Regions from separate parts of the Mus musculus genome. Here all the other regions are linked to region 3. Evidence: chromatin contacts called from public Hi-C and promoter capture Hi-C data. All regions are on one chromosome and are shown on one strand. The core of a region is the stretch at or near the end of the contact, and the rest is flanking DNA. Distances in the headings are between cores, read along the strand shown.

The links. Promoter capture Hi-C pulls out the DNA fragments that hold promoters and counts their contacts. A called contact is a pair of places that touch in the nucleus more often than the background predicts.
Region 1: a contact with region 3 is called in a promoter capture Hi-C map of neural stem cells. The contact joins the enhancer-like site here to the promoter of Rasgrp1 in region 3. A contact is called at or near these places in 5 of 39 promoter capture datasets (the C10 cell line, the HPC-7 cell line, neural stem cells and 1 more).
Region 2: a contact with region 3 is called in a promoter capture Hi-C map of neural stem cells. The contact joins the promoter of Tmco5 here to the promoter of Rasgrp1 in region 3. A contact is called at or near these places in 13 of 39 promoter capture datasets (the 3T3-L1 cell line, the C10 cell line, the HPC-7 cell line and 9 more), 1 of 115 datasets of contacts at active chromatin or transcription factors (embryonic stem cells) and 2 of 9 other capture datasets (adipose tissue and liver).
Region 4: a Hi-C map of B cells shows a contact between it and region 3, with 6 read pairs. The contact joins the enhancer-like site here to the promoter of Rasgrp1 in region 3. A contact is called at or near these places in 1 of 39 promoter capture datasets (pre-B cells), 2 of 484 Hi-C or Micro-C datasets (B cells and embryonic stem cells) and 2 of 115 datasets of contacts at active chromatin or transcription factors (effector CD8 T cells and embryonic stem cells).

What each region holds. Positions count from the first base shown.
Region 1 is chr2:116,850,992-116,854,141 of GRCm38.p6, forward strand. All of the region lies in intron 3 of Gm13990 (a long non-coding RNA gene), which reads right to left. Among named protein-coding and RNA genes, the nearest start is that of Gm13990, 26 kb to the right of the region's middle. Within about 2 kb of position 1,425, at least 25 of the 459 cell types and tissues checked have an H3K27ac peak or open chromatin away from gene starts, as enhancers often do. A contact at or near this core is called in neural stem cells, where this site is marked.
Region 2 is chr2:116,877,169-116,880,147 of GRCm38.p6, forward strand. Tmco5 (transmembrane and coiled-coil domains 5) reads left to right here and starts at 1,537. Exons shown (of 12, transcript NM_026104.5): 1 at 1,537-1,599; 2 at 2,107-2,150. The coding sequence starts at 2,116. Gm13990 (a long non-coding RNA gene) reads right to left here and starts at 1,479. Exons shown (of 4, transcript XR_374895.4): 1 at 908-1,479.
Region 3 is chr2:117,341,469-117,344,509 of GRCm38.p6, forward strand. It overlaps Rasgrp1 (RAS guanyl releasing protein 1), which reads right to left and starts at 1,409. Exons shown (of 17, transcript NM_011246.3): 1 at 1,207-1,409. The coding sequence starts at 1,241.
Region 4 is chr2:116,971,268-116,974,331 of GRCm38.p6, forward strand. No RefSeq gene overlaps it. Among named protein-coding and RNA genes, the nearest start is that of Gm46758, 56 kb to the left of the region's middle. Within about 2 kb of position 1,499, at least 257 of the 459 cell types and tissues checked have an H3K27ac peak or open chromatin away from gene starts, as enhancers often do. A contact at or near this core is called in B cells, effector CD8 T cells, embryonic stem cells and 1 more, where this site is marked.

The DNA.
Region 1 (3,150 bases), core at 175-2,674, 490 kb before region 3:
AGCCCTGGGCTTTCTTGTTCTGAAGAACTTTCTTCCATCATAACGTTTCTTTTCAATTTTATTTATTGCTAGTGTGTCTATGTGTGTGAGTCTGTGTGTGTCTGTGTGTTTGGGTCTGTTTGTGCCTATGTCTGTGTATTTCTGTTTCTGTGTGTATATTTGCATCTGTCTCTATGTGTCCGTGTCAATATGTCAAAGTCTGTGTGTTTCTCTGTACATATGCCTCTGTGTACATGTGTTTGCCTGTGTGACTGTTTCTGTATCTGTGTTTCCCTGTGTGTGTTTGTGTGTCTGCATGTTTCTCTGTATGTGTCTATATATACATGTGTCTGTGTGTGTTTAGGTGTGTGTCTGTCTGTGTATGTATTTGTCTGAGTGTGTATATTTGTCTTTGTCTGTCTGTCTGTTACTGGAGATAAACCCAGGGCCTCGTGAACATGTTCAATCACTGAGCCACATTTTCTGTCCTTTTCTTTCCCCTAACTTTCTCTTCATGAGGCAGAGCCTCTTCAGGATGCTCAGGCTGGACCTCCTGGTGAAGCAAGCAGATGCTCACACCTCTGTCTTCGGACTTCAGCCCCTTGAGTAGCTGGACTTGCAGGCCTGTACCACCAGACTCAACTGCAAACTGGTAGTGGTCCTCTTGTGTTTCTCAAGTTTTGAAACTTTGTTTCATTCAGTGTGGAACCAATCAATATTTTAAACGTTACTTAAGTGAATTGAGGTTGCTGCCTTGAGCACATGCTTAGAGAGGCTAAGCCCCGAATACCAAGGGACAGGCCAAATTGGGGTCCATCAGAAACTCTTCCTAAAACTTCAGGGGAGTAAACTCTGCTAAGTCAAATTTCACTGATACGTTTATGACAAAAGAAGGTCAAAAAAAAATGTTGAAGAATACCAGAGAGAAATGAAAACATAATGAGAAAATTTCTTAAAAGTCTGTTCAGATTCATCTCACTCTTACTCATTTCAAACATCAGTTATTCTGAATGATTCTATTTAAAAAAAAAAGCATAAGTTGTGTGCAGCCTCATTCTTTTGCGAATACACTTTTTATTCCTCTAATAACTGTCATGTAAGCAACATTGTCACTCCATGACTTACTCTCTAATGGCATTGAGTGCATCTCTTGTTCTGCTGCTAAGTTAGAAGTTGGGAGCACATCTACTCTTAGTTCTTAATACTGGACCTCTAACTTAAATAACACTTTGGCCTCTAGATCAGCTGTGATTAAACTTTTCAAGTAACTTTGCCCTCACACAGCAGGGAAATATTTTATAAAAGAAATCGCTCGTTGGCACACAGAGGCCACAAGTATTCCTTCTTCCCTGCCTGAGAATTTGCTGTGTATAGAAATACCAGAGAGGCCCTGCTGTGAGGCAGAGAATGTGAGTCTTGGCCTCATTCCACCTAGGAAGAGACTGAAGTCTAGGGCTGGTAGATAATTTGTCCAAGGCTCAGCAGCTCAGACGCTCAGAGCGTGACTCTGTGGCCTGTGGCTTGCAGCCCAGAGCTGTGAAGCCAGGTGTTCAACAATCTCTTCCCCCAGGGGCAGCCTATAGCGACAGGATCCTGAAATCAGTGAGCACAGAAAGACATCCTGGAAAAGCCTGGAAATACAGAAGGGCTGGAAGGACAAGGAAGCTTGCTAAAGGTAAATTTTTTTACAAAACCATAACAAACAGCCGCACAGCCAAGGAGAAACCACCCTGCCCCCAGGAAGGAGGACTCAGAGGGAGCACCATGATTTTGCAGAAGGCCTTTGGGAGAAGAGATTAAAATCAGACTGGCCAAGGTGGTGTGAACCAATTTGTAAATGATGGATGCTCCGACTGGCCAACTTCCAGGGAGAGTTCAGGCAGGAAGCATCCTCCCTGAGCTGAGTAAGTCAGTGCCTTCCTCTGGATGGTAATGGCCTCACCTCAGTGGGGCTCAGATGACAAAATACAACAAGGTGACAGGGGTGATATAAAGGTCCTATGATAAATTAGAACCTACTATCACAGGGACTTTTTTCCAGGATCAATGTGTAGTGAAGCACATGCCCTAGCCACTGAGGCCCACAAAACGGCTGCATCTGAAAGGTATTAAGATCACATTGCTGTGACAGGGACAGACTGATCAGATCAAGGAAAAGACCCCCAACCAGGTCCCAGTAAAAAAAGGAAATCTCAAAAGGATCCAACCAAATGTTCAGTCATAAGAAAACACCAGGAACTGGGTAAATAAATAAATAAACAGTAAATTTTATTTCTCACAGATCTCTGGACATTATAAATCTAAGATCTAGACACTAGCAAGTTCAATGTCTGGTGAGGGCAGATGTCCACCTCCAAGACAGCATCTCAAATGCCGTGTCCTCTAAATGGAGGAAAAAAATATTGTAACCACACAGGCAAAGGCGATGCAAAGGTAAAAAAGAGGTTTAACTGATTTCCCCTAGCCCTGGCTACAACGTCAACATGGGAACTGTGAAGGCTGCTGAATCCATCTAAATAGGAACAACAATTCGGTCTGAATTCTCATTGGGACACTGAGATGTCATCCCAAGACCCTTGGGTTCTCAAAGTGGAAGCTTAAAGCTTGGGGTGAACGTTTGGCATCTCTCTCTCTCTCACTCTCTCTCTCTCTCTCTCTCTCTCTCTCTCTCATGAACTTGAGGAATAGAATAGATTTTTTTTTTTTTGCTGGAATCTCTAGAGCCAAGAATATGGCCCAGTATACATTAGAGGTTCAGCAAACATTTGATGGATAAACAGATGTGCGTCATCCTTCTAAGAGTCTGTAAACTGTAACAGAGATAGAACTATCATTAAAGGAGCTGAGGGCATAATTCAATTGGTAGAGCATTTTTAAAGATGGGATGGGAAAAGTTAGTGTATTCCTGTTAGAAAATTCAACCACAAAACTCTGAATTCTTGTGTCTAGGAATCATAACTAATCCTCAAGAATTAGGATGGAAACTGATTTGTGATACAATACATGTATTATATATGTGCATACATACATACATGTACATAATATTTGTACATGTATATGTATTAACATACAACACCCTCCGGGCACACTTATCACTTACCCTCTCTTGTCTCCCACTCACCCCTAACACCCTCTCCTACCCCTGCCCACTCTCCATCCCACTTTTCTGCC
Region 2 (2,979 bases), core at 287-2,786, 460 kb before region 3:
CCCCCAGAGAGGGCGGGCATAGAAACTTTACCGCGGAGAACAGCTGCTCAGAATGCTGAACCGGGTGTTAATCAAGCCATCTGTGGTCTGCAGGAAGAGGCTTGTATCAAAAACCTTAACCTGCCCCCAAGGCCCTGTTTCCACCTTGATTTAATGATTCTCACTGGTAGCAATCTGCTGTCTTCATCCCTGCAGGGCCCCAAGCTGGAGGCTCTGCCACTCACCCAGCTTGCTTCAGTAGCCCCTCAAGGAGAAAGGCTCCCCTGGAAGGAGACTCGGCTTTATTTTAATCCCAGTTAAAGTCCCTATCCAATCCATTAAGGGCTGCAATAACCTTGGTCCAGGGCATTTCCTGGCGAAGCTATAACCAGCTGGGGTTAATGAACTCTCCCTACCATCAATTCCTGGGAGAAGCCATTGGCCTGAATTGTTAATTACTCTTCTGTGTACAGCTTCATAAAGCAATGAAATGCCTTCTTTCAGGAGATGGTAATGGGGGTCATCAGAGGCGGTTAATTTTACGAATAGTTTGCTAGAAACTTCAGTATGTTAAGAAGTCGGTCTGGCTCACAAATCACCTCTCTGTGGTCCTGAGTAGAGGCCCGAAAGTTGACAGGTTTCTGTGACTCACATACAGAAGTTAGCAGCTGTGGAGAATTCACTGACATATACGTGTGCTCAGGTGTAAAAAAATGTATATTATTTGTTTTATGTGAATGACTTTCCATTAAAGGAGACATAATGGAGCTAATTCGAGATAATCACAGGAATTACTGTCAATATCAAAAATCTCTAGTAATTTCTTAGTCTTTGGTGGGTGATTCTTAGTCTCTGAAACTCAGACCATAGCAAGGATGTGCCCATAAGCCTCTGCAGGCAAAACTGGATCTTCATGGTATTACTCTACCTGCTGGTCTCTGCATTTATCCAGCACAGGTTCTCATGTCCATGAATGAAGCTGCTTCACAGATTGGCACGCTACTTTCGAACACGAGGAAACTCCGTGGCTCTATCTGCACCATCCGATTTAAAACTGCAAAGTCCTTCCTTGCTCCTATGTTCGCATTCTTTCTTTGGATGAAATAAAATCAACCTACACACACACACCTCACAAAGATAAGTGTTTTGGGTTGCCCTGCTCCCTCTTGAAGACACTGGTAACTTTTACTTCCCAATTCCCATGGGATGAATGGGTTGTTAGTTGGGCACATGGTGGCATCACTGTGGCCACAAGACCAAATTCCCCATCTTCATCCCACTTGGGCAAAGGAAGTGCTGTTTGCCACAGGCATAATAAGGAATACTGTTGCTTTATACTGCCTAGAAACCAGACTCCCTGAAGTATGTCCATGCTTAGGGCAGACTTAACCATAAAGTCCACACACCCACAGAAGTTCTAACACTGGAAAGATAACAGGAACCAGTTGCCAATGGCACCACGGTGACATGCTGCTTGCCCGTCCTGTGGCAGTTGTGGAGTCATAACCCTATGGAAGGTTGTGAGATTCTATTGGATGGTTCCAGTGGGAAGAGATGAGAGTCTTAAGAAGAAGCTCCTGATTAGGGCAGGATCAGAAAGCCAAAGCACATCGGTAGAAGGGAGGTAGAGTTTGTAGAGGAGGTTATAGGGCAGAGAGGGCCACAGAGTCTTTTTCTACTTGGTTTTCTGATCCCTGATTAATACTAACTTCCCACCAAGCTGGCAGTGGTTGGGGACTGGGGAACATCCAGGCTTTCCAGGGCAATGACACGCCGATATCTGTGCCCTGAGACCTTTAAGAAAGCAGCGGTCATGAAGAAAGGAGACTTAAAAAAAAACTGATCACCTCTGTCTCTTTCTAGTGTTTTGTTCAGATTTCCAAATTGCGTTAGTATGGCAAACAGCCTCTAGGTGCATTTGCTTGCAAGACAACTGCTGGACTTCTTTCCAGCAGATCTCTGCACCCTCCCTTCCTGATGCAGAGTCAGACGAACAGAAAGAGCTGGAGTGTCTGTCATGACCATCCCGGGGCTATGAAGGGAGAAAACAAGTTCATTTACTTTCTATTTGGGAGATTAATGGATCCATTGCCCCTGTTCATAACCACATCTCTGCTGACATTTCAGGGGCCTCCGATGGAAGAACAGAAGGAAAATCAGCTGGACTATGAGTAAGTAGCGGCGACTATGAAAGGCTGCAGTCTAGGTACCAAGAGGGAAGCAGGCCTGATGCTCAGACCTTCCCTCGTCTTCCGGTCACTTCTTCCTCCTTCCTTCCATTTCCAAAGCACTCCACTTCTACAGGAAGTGGTAACTACTGTAAATTCTCCCAGACAAGCTAGCTCTGCCAAGACAGGACTTTGATGCTGCCCGAAACACAATCCCTGGGTCATGCTACCCTATTCCCAGTTAACTCCAAAGACAATGAATTCTTTTACATGTTAGAAAAAGTTTAGTGCGAGCCTCCCTTGACTTAGGTGCTCCTCCTAAAGTTATCATCTCGTTCACAATTTTTTTTTCCAAAACTGATGTTTGTACTCTTGAATGATGTTCCTGAAATATAAGATGTACTCACTGAAATGGCCCTCCTATGAGAATCTCAACCATCATAATCAGAAAGTCAAAGAGAAGTGGAAGAGGGAAAGATTGAAGCCCTATTATGGGAGTAGAAGCTTCTGTCTCTGAATAAAGTCAGACTAACTCAGAAGTGATGGAGCAGGTGCCTAGATAAAAATAGTCAATAAAAGTGTATTGCATAAGCATGTTTTGAGAACAATTTAGGGAAAGGTTGCCATGGGAAACAGCTCTCTCCAGTACACGGCTATTTAAGGAAGTAAAGATTCTCTTGAAATCAGACTGTAGAGGCATCGTTATCTAGAGATGTCCCTTGATGGGTTGAGAATCACATTGTAGAGTGTGATTAAGATGTATGAGTTTTCCAAGAAATGGAGATGGAAAAGTGTGCTCCCAGGAAGAGCGGAGGGGATGAGCTACCTCTCT
Region 3 (3,041 bases), core at 159-2,658:
AGCAAAAACAAAAGCTTGAAAGAAACCCAGTAACTTCAAGATGTTTTCTCAGCCCTGCAGTAGTTAGCGTCTGCCTTCCCCACCCCACAGAGCCTGGGGAGAGGTTTCGAAGTATGAACCGATTTGGGGGACTTAGTCTCCAGGCACAGTTATCCACAGGGCAAAGGAGGAAACAGAGGAGGGCCGGGACATCTCATAGTTGTTTATAAGAAAAGGCAGCTTTCACAGGGCCATTTCTGCTGAGTGTAGCTTCCAGTCCTGCCCCACACCGCCAATAATGCAGAGTTAATTCAATGGACTAACCCATTATAGTGTAGCGCAAGGTAAGGTTGAGAACACTCAGGGGATGATATGGCCCAACAGGGAATTTTAATGGGCATAGTTACAGATCAGGCATGGTGCCGTCATATCGGAGTCCACGTGAATGGCGTTGTGAAGGACACAACGTTCTCGGCCCTAACAAAGGCTAAGTGGTGTCCAGGCAGTTACGGGGTCCTGGTGTTTTGAGGACAAACACTAAATTTCTTGACATCCCTCCAACCCCCACCCCAGGCTCCTTATTGCTGCCCAAGAGATAGACTGTTCATAGCCATTCTTCCTTCACCTTCCGTCTCCCAAACATCTCTGTAGAGTATAAGGGGAGGGGTGTAGACTCATAGACCATTGATTTGGAAACTTCTTTTTCCTCAAAGGGCAGCCAAGCACTGCCACCTCCGCTTGCAGCCATTGCCGCCAGTCGCTCCTGAAAGGCCAGGAGAGTCCGCAAGGTGGCGCTGTCCTAGACCCGCGCCCGCAGCGGGTGCCAAGGGCACGGAAAGTGTGCGAGTGGGAGTTCCCGGGGGGTGCCCAGACCGAGAGCATCCAGGGAGGTCGACTGTTGTGGGCGCTGGGTAGGTGAAAGGTTTGGCTGGGCTCAGACCACTCCAGATCTGCCCAGGTGACCTGTGGCCTCGCCACCCCAGCAACCCCAACTCTTTCTTCCCGACCTGGTGTGCTGGACTCTGAGGTTGTCTGTATCACGCCTATCTTGACCTGGCTCCCAGGTCCCCGATCATGGTCTACCCCTGTAGGCAACTCTCCTCCGAGGGAGGCGCCCTGGTCGTCTAGTCCCTCCTGGTACCCACTGGAGAGGACCACAGGGCACACCGCTCAGCTATCCTTCCCCAGTAGAGGTGCAGCGCTCTCCGAGGAGACGCAGCTACTCACCGCGGAGCCTCTCTCGCCTTGCCCAGGGTTCCCATGGTCGCGGCTCTCTGCGCCCCTGGAGCCGTCTCACCTAGAGCGGTGGGATCGGCTCGGCCGGGCGCCGCGCATCCCTCGGCCGCCGCTGGCCCTCGCAGCCCGGAGCCGACCACTCTTGGAGCCCGGCGAGCCGACCCAGGCTCACCCGCAGGCACAAAGTTTGTGCGAGCGCGCTCCCTACGCTCGCTCCCGCGCGCGCACACACTCTCTCGCACCAACCACCTGACAGGCGTTGATGTTATCATCAGGCTGGAGGAAACGTGGGGCGCCCTCAGTTCTTCTTCGAATCCTGCCCCCATTACTTGGTAGCGCCCCGAGGAGTTGCGCCGCCCTAGCGTCTCCCTTCATCCCCGCCTGCCATTCATCTCTCCCAGCCCAAGAGTTAGGTCCGAGGGGTGCAGAGTGAGTTGCCCCGAAATTGACAAAGCTAGAGCCTTGCGAAGAGTTGCCTCCACCCAAGGCTACGAGTCCCCTAGGGGGGTGGGGGTGGGGGCTCTGCTGAGACCCTTTCCCGGATGGCAGGACTGTCTTGTATGTATCAGTGAGGGTACACAGTCGGGTCTGGGCAAGGAAGGCAGAACCCCCCTAAACTACTACGCACTTAGTTCTCTTTGGCATATTTAAAAAAAGAGAAGACTTAGCTGTGTGCACTGCACTACGGAGGAGGCGGTGGGTGTGGAGGTGAGCTGTCAGGTTAGAGGCTGCTGCTTGGGAGTTTGTGGGTGTGGTAGACCAAGAGAGCCAAGTGGGAGTGGAAGGCTAGGGGAGGGGCTTTCTTGCAATGTCAGCGTGCCAGCAGACCTGGCCAAGAGGGGAGACCTACCTGCTACTTGTCTGGAACATGGCCACGGTAATACCAACAGCTAATGCTGATCCAGTGCTGTTTCCTACATGTTACCTCGTTAAGCCACCCCTCCAAACGCAAAGAGGGCACTGCGTAAGATTTAGAGAACACCAGGCTCTCACAGCCAGTAAACCGAAAAGAGAGGTGGCCCAGACTGAGCTCTGCCTGGCGTCTCTAAGTCCCTGCTGGACTGGCCTAATAACACCCTCGTTATTGCTATCACATCCCGTGATCTTCCCAGCCACAACGTTCTGGACTTTAAGACCTCCTTCTGCTATAACGCGTGCATTTCCTCATGTTTATGTGCAATGTTGTCCTAGAAAAGAATTCAGGATCACTTACAAGAATACACAACCTACAAAAATAAGTATGAGAAACAACAGCAACAAAACAAGGCCGATAAAATGGGGCCAGAAGTGGAGAGCAGTCTAAAATTACATACCAATGTATGCTTACACATTTGGAAAACAGAATCTACTACACACTTGCTTCAAAGGGGTCAGCCAAGCCCAAGAGGAAGGTCTACATAGTTCAGTTCCTTACATATGAAAGACACCCCCACCCCCACCCCCCAAAAAAGGAAGAAAACAAAAAGAAACAGAAAAAAAATGTTTAAAAGATCCGAGGTTCTTGTCACAGAGCCTGAAAAGACGTTTCTCCTGAGGATACTCCCGAGCATTAGTGATGTCACCTCGGGGTCATGCAGGATGAGGGCAGAACAGATACAGGCAAACATAGAGATGAAGACGGTATGCAGGGTGGCGTCACTGGGAGCAGTTTTGGATGAGGTGAGAGCCCCCCTTACTTTTCCCAAAATGATGGAATACTTGTGATAGATCCAGATAGTACTCACCTGAGACCTCCCGTGAGCTTCACCTACTCCTCCCTCAGCAACCTGCCTCCCCTAACCTTCTAAAACTCATGTCAGCTTCCTTTCCCTCTTCACCTCCTGTCC
Region 4 (3,064 bases), core at 249-2,748, 370 kb before region 3:
ATGAGTTATGATGTTAACTTTAAACATACCAAATATCATCTTTGATGGATATAAAAAGCCAGAGAACCCCTAAGTGTTAGTGGAATAGGGAATACTCCAGGAGAAGGAAGAAAGATATACAGAGTTAAGGAGGAAGTCAGCAGCTTGGTCCTCTTCATCCCTGACCTCTCTCTTTTTTTTTTTCTCCAGAAACAAGATAGCTGACACCACTTGTCTTTTACATTTTGATTTAATCTTTGTTATTACTTCTGCAGTGTGAGCATGGCTCTCTGTCAATGAATTCTTATCACATCCACGGACTTTATACTATATGGGCACAGAGAACAAATGGGAAAAAGTCTCCCCCTAGCAAAAATGTTGGCAGCACATTAAACAGGCTCCTCTGACTTTTTCTTTTCTATTCTTATTGTTTGGGTTTTTTGGTGGCAGCAAATGCTGGACCCATCTCAAGCCTCCCCTAGCTCCCTCCAATCAATGTGCATTCATCCCCAAAGGCCCCAGAGGCCCTGAGAAGCAAGTAGCAAATGGAATGAAAACGGAACAAATGCTCCACAGCCCCAGAGCTTTGTTTCCAGAAGCATCTGGTGGCCACTTCCAGATTTCTGAAGCTACAAATGACAGGAAGCTGTAAAGGCAGCTATGTGGTCCAGAAAAAAAAAGGGGGGTGGGTGGGGGTGGGGAGGAGTTACAGACTTGAATGTTTTGCCATTATTAAATTTCCCACTAAACCAGAGTGTTCAAAGTTTGCCAGATTTTGCCTAACCTCATCCACATTTAACTGTCTCCAGAAAACCAGGAAGACCATTTAGAAGGAAGACTCATTCATGTTTGGACTCAGGCAGACTCAGGAACCTTTGATAGCACTATCCTTACCCTGCCTGGCCACACCACAGAGCAGTCAGCAAGATCTCCCTCAATGGGCACAAAATTTCCCCTGGAATTTACAGAGCAGAAACCTTAAACACATATCACCAGAAGAACCAGATTACATAATGTCTCCATCACCCTCCTGACAGCTACAATTATGAGTCAATTCTGGTTTAAATATGAAACCGGAAGCTCCGCATTTCCCCTCTGACTATGTGGCAGGCTAAGTTAGAGCTCTCCCGGCCTGTCAGTTTGGAGATCTGAGTCGCTTCCACAGTCACTAATCTAGCAAGAGACCAAATGACCGGGTAATTAAAAGCAGCACTGCAGTGAGCCCTGCTTCGTTCAGGCCAGATGTTCTTCTTGCTCAGCCATTACCCACATAAGGAACAGAAATACACCCTGCCCCCAGCCCGGCCCTTTAAATTCTCCTTTTCTTTATCCTTTCCAGCTAATTTCCGGCTTCTGATCTTTCAATCCCACAAAATAAAGTAAAAATAAAAGCCCCATTACGAAAAGATGACATGTTATTGAACACATGACTGTAAGTTGTAATGCGCTCTGTAGTCTCCTCTTTGTACGTCTTAAAGCATTCCAGCGCTGGAGACGTTAAGTTACCCTGGCAACCTCACATGACTAAGGACTCCAGAGAGCCCCACCTAGCTGCAGGGACTCATTTAAGTCAACAAGGACCACCCCTACACTTAGTAGCCCGGAGATTGAGTAAATAGCACTGCTAGGGGGAGTGGGGTTTATTTTAGGGACCAAAAGACTGTTGAATGAGGCAGCTTCTCCTTTTTTTCTTTTTCTTTTTCTTTCTTTCTTCTTCTTCTTTTTTTTAACCCCAAACACAAGACAAAGACAAATAAAACTCTCCATCCTACCCTTTAGCGAAGCCTCATTAAGGTCGCGGGTCAGCTGGTAAATAAAAGCGAGGTCTTCTGGGCATTTTTCTACTTAATGGACAAATTACAAGGCTCAAAAAAAAAAAAAAACCCAATAATTCATTCCTGGAAAAAAAAAATGGCAATGTGTGACAGAACTTCTGTGAGCTTATCAGATTGAAAAGGGCACTTTGTGTTTGTCTCTCTATTCAGTCTGCTCACTTCACTTGAGGCTGCCCTGGCTTTAGAACCCCAGATGCCTGAAGGATTTTCAGGGACAGAGACGGAAGAAACAATCTTAATTCTGATTAGTGGTCATATTTATGTTTGTTATTTAACCCTTTTAGAGTAATTGAGACAGAGTTTCTGAGTGTCCCTGGGCTGGCCTCAAACTCATTGCGTAGCTAAGAATAACCCTTGAACTCTCAACCCACTTTCCCAAGTGCTAAGATTGTTGGTGTGTACCACCACACAGCATTTGACATTTGGATTGTTAATATTTGCTAAGACCACTGCCTGCTCATGACCAAGCTGAAAGGCAGAAAGGAACAGGATTACTTGATTTCTAGAGCACTCACCAGGTCTCTGTGTGAGGGGCACTGCTAGTGTGTGGCCTGTGCTCTAGCCCAGGTACCTCGTCTGTGGGGCTTTTTGCTGTGCTGGCCAGTCGTGTCTACAAGGCTAAAGAGAATGAATGAAGCTGAGAGGATCTCAGCTGTCAGAGAGGCTGTCTATACAAAAGCAAAATGGAGACCAGAATGGCCGTCAGATGAAACCCCAGGATAAGAAAGGAAGTTATTGTGTACAGCAACCTGCTGGTGGTCAGACTATGCCCTAGTAAATAAGGAAACACTGGGGCACCATTCTTGAAGTGGACTACCCATTGCTTGATCTGTGTGTGTAAGAAGAGAGGAGAGAGAGAGAGAGAGATGTGCTGGGATTATGCTTCAGGTAGGGCATTCTCCTCTTCCATCTTGTGTTCATTTGCTTCCTGACTGATGGTGTGTGTGTGTGTGTGGTGTGTGCAGAAAAAAAAAAAATCATATATTCCAAGCCCCAAAGAAAAAATATCCTAATAGAAGTATAAGCCAAGCCCCAGGTAACAATCACCATGGAGACACTGGAGTAGCACATGAGCCGCAATGATGCTTACCACGCACAACCATGACTCTGACTGACCATCCTGTTTCCATGGCATGCTTAAAGAGTGAATGATGGACGGGGTACACTCCTCACTGACGTAAAACATGATTCATGTTAGCCAGAACCAACCAACCCCAAACTTGGAAAGAATGAGTCCCCCACCTGAGTGC